Linked DNA regions of Mus musculus: region 1 is linked to region 2. A link is a contact called in public Hi-C data. All regions are on one chromosome and are shown on one strand. Each heading gives the region's core, a stretch centred on a gene start, on an enhancer-like site or on the middle of the called end of the contact. The rest is flanking DNA. Distances are from core to core; before and after follow the strand shown. Region 1 overlaps Dcbld2 (discoidin, CUB and LCCL domain containing 2). Region 2 has its middle 100 kb from the start of 4930461C15Rik.

Region 1 (2,700 bases), core at 22-2,521, 120 kb after region 2:
AGGAGAAGGAAGTTGGTGGTGATGGCGTTGATGGTGGAGTTTGCCCAAATTGTAGTGCTGTAGGGTTGAGAGTGTTGTCTGGTTATCTTTCTGTGGTGGTACTTATACCTCATCCGTTCTGTCATGTACGCAAACATGAGTAAGAGAGGGTAGTGTGTCCTAGGCACAGAACACCACTGCTATCAGAATACACTAGTCTCCAAACCTGGGGACAGTACATCATTAAAAACAAAGGGTTCACTTGCTTCAGATACTGAGAAGTGGGAGATAGGACTCTCCACACGCTAGCTGTACCCTGAGTGAGTTGAGCCACACTGTCCTTTGGCCAGATAAGCCCATCGAGGAACTAAGACACTGGTTTTCTAGCCTTGGTCCTAAGTCATACTCTTGAATCTCAGTCTACTCACACTTCAGGCCATTCATTCTCTGGTCCATGCTGAGAGGCTTGGGTAGCACTCCAGCCTCTGCCTCAGCTGTCTGGAACAGCCCTCTGCCTCCATTAGAGATGACTGAAAACAGGCTGTGCTGCCTGGGACCCTCTGCTGCTGGCAGCAAGTTAGATGGCTTTGATAATTGTCTAGGGCTTGGTTCCACTTTTAAATGTTTTTACTTTAGTTTTAACACTCATAAAAATAATCAGGAAATCATTGCTTCTTCTGAAGTGAAAGCAAGGACCTGGTTTTTCCTTGTCTTGAATTTAACACGGGGCCTTTCAGTGGTGGGAAGCGTTTTCCACTCTGCAGGTGTGGACCTTTCAGTAGTGGTCCTCAACCTTCCTAATGCTGGGACCTTTTAATACAGTTTCTCCTGTTGTAGCAATTCCCCCCAACCATAAAATTATTTTTGTTGCTATTTCATAACTGCAATGTTGCTACTGTTCTGAATCATAACATAAATATCTAGTATTTCCGATGGTCTTAGGTGACCCCTGTGAAGGGGTTATTCAGCTCTGAGGGGGTTGTGACCCACAGAGTAGGTCAAAGATCGTTTAGCAGGTCAGGAGTCTGTGTGCCAGCATGTCACAATATAAATGTATTTCTTCATTGAAGGCAACAGGAAAACAGATAGCTGCTGGCCTAGTAGATATGGGTACTGTGCCTGGTGACCCCTTCGAACTGAGCTGTTTGGACACATAGGTGATGGCAAATTCTGTCTAGTTGGGTTATTTATCACTCCTTGAAATGTAAAACATTCGAGAATGTTCACTGCAGCAGACTGGAGACATCCTTTTAACTGGGGCTTCTGGTGCACATCATCTGCCTGGAGAGGAGGGAGCGCTGAGCTCCAGCGCATATTTTAGAGCATTCTTGGCACGCTGCTGTAGACTCGTTGGCTATGCCCTCCCTCCCCCGACACAAGAGTTTGAAAAAAGTCAGCTCTGTTTTAATTGCTTTCATCCTCACCACGCATGTGGAAGGCCTGTTTCCATCAATTATTAGGTATTTTGTTAACTTTAAACCATTGTTAATGGTGGCGAAAACTAGAAACAGTTTCTATACTTTACTGAAAGTTGTCCTCTTTGGTAACATTGATTTTAAAATAACAATCTCAAGTTGACTGATGTCTGCAGAGGAATCGTGAGGTCACATGTGAGTCACATGTGAGTGGCGTGAGGTATGTCGCAGTCACATGTGAGTGGCGTGAGGTGTGTCGCAGTCACATGTGAGTGGCGTGAGGTGTGTCACAGTCACATGTGAGTGGTGTGAGGTGTGTCGCAGTCACATGTGAGTGGCGTGAGGTGTGTCGCAGTCACATGTGAGTGGCGTGAGGTGTGTCACAGTCACATGTGAGTGGCGTGAGGTGTGTCGCAGTCACATGTGAGTGGCGTGAGGTGTGTTGCAGTCACGTGTGAGTTGTCAGCAGGTGACCTGTGACTTTGAGAATTCCATTACACTTCCAAGGTTCTGCATATCAAAAATAGCATAATCTGAAATGTTTAATTATCTATCAAAGAATTGTTTCTTAAATATTGGAACACTTCTAGGAATCACAAGCTAGTTTCAAATGTTAGATACTATTTTAGGGTAGTTGTTTTTGCCTCTGGAAGGGAAAATGTTAATGATTGTTGAAAAGGGACTTGTATTTCAGTTGCTTATTTTCACACTGGAGGTTTTTATAGCCTTATGATTTTACTCTAGGTTAGATCCAAGAGGGACAGAGAGAGGCAGCGAGAGGGAATTTTATGGTAGCTTTGGAAGGAAATGGTATTTTTTTATTATGTAAGAGCCTGTTTTACTGTAAAATCAGTGGGTGTATTTCACACCCACATTTACTTCATTCTCTCCATATTTTTTATATTATTAACCCACTATGCCTAGTTCTCGTGCATGAATGAAATCAGGGGTCGGAAATAAAGTATAGTGTTGACTGAAAGCTAAACTTTATATGAGAAGTGTTTGTTCAGAAAGCAGAATTTATAGTATCCAACTCAAAAGTAGAGCAGCATGTAGTACTAACGTGGGTCAGAGAGTAAAACCCCAGCCGAAGCCACTGCTGCTTCAGGACCGTCAAGGGCTGCGTGGGGACTGTTGCTGCATTGTGGACATGAAACTGCCTTTTGGTAAATTGAAGTTACTCTATTGCTGTCAGTGACTGCATACTTCCTTGCCCCACCTCTTACCAGCCCTATACTACTAAGCTGTTGTAACGTTTAATTTGTTCTAGTGAATGAAATGCATAGTACATTGTTAGGTAATAACA
Region 2 (2,700 bases), core at 193-2,692:
ACTGTAATAATTGGTACCTATTATTACTTTACAGATTCAAACTATACCCAAAGACACTGTTACACAATACTGATATGCACCCAAACAGAAAGGCTGTACACATACGAGATTTAATCAACCAAGGGTAGAAAATACTCAGAAGATAATGGCATCTTTATTAAACATGCAAAGACTTGTTTCCCTGAACACCACTCACGAGCAAAAATTTTACATTTGTGACACAGAGCTCGAGGTGATCACGCTACGATCTTTAGTTTTCATAACCGAGTTTTCATAAGTTTCATAACTTATCCAAAAAAAAATTAGTATCACTCAGATGACAAATGGCACAGGTAGAAATTAAACTAAGGTCCTTCTGGGTCTGGAACTCATGAAAGATTTTTTAAAAAGACTTATTTATCTAATGTATTATATGCACTATTTAATGTAATGTGTGTGTGGGGGGGGTGCACTGTGTGCATGTCTGTCTGCATAGCAAAAGACGGCATCAGATCCCATTATTGATGGCTGTGAGCTGCCATGTGGGAACTGGGAATTGAACTCAGGACCTCTGGAAGAACCGCCAGTGCTCTTAACCATTGAGCCATCTCTCAAGACAGAAAGACATTGAATGTTCCCAGATGCAAGGGTCTTTGGACTATGAGACTGACAATATGTAATAGTATTCTGTACCTCCACAATTCCATGGCTTTTTGTTTAAGACTACAATTTAATTACATTTCTCCTTTCCCTTTTTAACCTCCAAACCTTCCCATATACCCCTGCCAGCTCTTCAAATTCAAGGCCTCTTTTTTCTTTAATTGTTATTACGTACATATATGTATTTGTATATACACACATATGCATACATATATTAATATAATTATATAATAACATAATACATTAATATATATTATAATATATTACACATGTAATATATATTTATTTAGGAATACACATATATATTCCTAAATAAGACCTGAGTAAAAAGCCTATCAAGTTCAATTTGTGTTGTCTATACTGCTAGAGAATTCACTGGAGAGTGAAAAACCTACCAGGAGCCTAACCCATAAAGAAAACTAATTCCTCCTCCCCCAGAAGCCGTTACTCTCCACAGCTCCTCAGTTGGGGTGGAGACTCATGGTCTCCCTCCCACTCCTTGATAGAATGTATGTAATCTTTTGGCCAACTAGAATGCTGATTTCACAGAGCTCAGCTTAATAGAGATGAACGACGCCATGCAAGATGTAAGCTCCATCTATGTTATCTATCATTTTTTTTTCATTTGAGATGATAATCAAATGAATCCTTGTCTTAAAACACATGAAAAAAAACGTGGTGAAATCAGAAGAAAAATTTATGTGTTTTAAAACAAGTTTTAAACATGTCTCATCCTGTCTCAGCAGAGATGACATCACTGTTCCTCAATGGGGAGGACTGGTCACATGGGAGACCCTGTTTTTATTGTGATCAGCTGCAGTCCGTCAGCAAGCATGACCTCATCTGCAGCTGAAAAGGTTTGACCTTTGACCCTTTAGGCTTGTGAAACAGAAGAAGAAGAAAAAAAAAATCCTTCACAGACTGAAAATTTTAAAGCCGAGGTCCTTCAGCCTAGTTGAGTTCACCGGGCTGTGTTAAGTACAAGCGCTCAGACTTCATGATGTAAAAGCAATTAAAGAAGGAACAGTGAGAAGCCAGGGAGTCAGGGCGGGCCCTTTGGCATCTCCCAGTAAGACTAGAAAAATATGTTTTGCATTTTACAATAACAAAAGATAAGAGATGAGTGTTTTTGAAAAATGCTGCTTTTACTAATTTTCCAGGAGAAGACGTGAGATATGAGAACTCAAATTCACTATAATCGGTTCCCTAGGATACTATTGTAGGCCTAATCAAATCAAGGAAGCTTACCAAACGAACGCATTAATTGCTTAGAGGTTTGCGGGGGGGGGGGGGGGTTGGTATTTTTGGGTGTTGTGTCTTGTTTTGTTTATGGTATGACATGCTCTGGAGCTACATTTTTTTAGCTGATGCCATGGTATCAAAGAGTTCACAATAAACACTAAACTCACCCATGTCCGGGAATGTGTTGAAGGCCACCCCAAAACTTCCTACTTCTTTTTTTTTTCCTTTTTTTCACTTTCTCATTGTTTTTTTTTTAATTTACATTCAGATGTTATTCCCCTTCCTCATTTTCCCTCTACAAGCCCCCATCCCCTCCCCCTCCCCCTGCCTCTATGAGGGTGCTCCCCCACACACTCTTGACTCAGTGCCCTAGCATTCCCCTACCCTGGGTCACTGAGCCTCCACAGGACCAAGGGGCTCTCCTCCCTGTGATGCCCACCACTAAAGCCATCCTCTTCTACATATCCAGCTGAAGCCATGGGTCCTTCCATGTGTACTCTTTGGTTGGTGATTTAGTTCCTGGGAGATTTTTTTTTGGGGGGGGGGGTGTCTGGTTGGTTGATATTGTTGTTCTTCTTGTGGGGTTACAAATCCCTTCAGCTCCTACAATTCTTGCCCTAATTCCTCTATTTGGGTCCCTGAGCTCAGTCATCTAGCTGTGTACATCTGCATCTGTATTGGTCAGGCTCTGGCAGAGCCTCACAGGGGACAGCTATTAACAGGCTTCTTGGTATCATCAATAGTGTCTGGGTTTGGTGTCTGAAGATGGGATGGATCCCTAGGTGGGGCGGTCTCTAGTTGTTCTTACCTACTGTGCGT

The links. A called contact is a pair of places that touch in the nucleus more often than the background predicts.
Region 1: a Hi-C map of uterus shows a contact between it and region 2, with 3 times the contacts expected there. The contact joins two enhancer-like sites. A contact is called at or near these places in 17 of 484 Hi-C or Micro-C datasets (the 3T3-L1 cell line, the N1E-115 cell line, adipose-derived mesenchymal stem cells and 8 more) and 3 of 115 datasets of contacts at active chromatin or transcription factors (fibro-adipogenic progenitors, heart atrium and stem cell-derived neural progenitor cells).

The regions. Positions count from the first base shown.
Region 1 is chr16:58,420,865-58,423,564 of GRCm38.p6, forward strand. All of the region lies in intron 1 of Dcbld2 (discoidin, CUB and LCCL domain containing 2), which reads left to right. Among named protein-coding and RNA genes, the nearest start is that of Dcbld2, 14 kb to the left of the region's middle. Within about 2 kb of position 1,272, at least 53 of the 459 cell types and tissues checked have an H3K27ac peak or open chromatin away from gene starts, as enhancers often do. A contact at or near this core is called in beige adipocytes, heart atrium and uterus, where this site is marked.
Region 2 is chr16:58,302,214-58,304,913 of GRCm38.p6, forward strand. No RefSeq gene overlaps it. Among named protein-coding and RNA genes, the nearest start is that of 4930461C15Rik, 100 kb to the right of the region's middle. Within about 2 kb of position 1,443, at least 29 of the 459 cell types and tissues checked have an H3K27ac peak or open chromatin away from gene starts, as enhancers often do. A contact at or near this core is called in beige adipocytes, heart atrium and uterus, where this site is marked.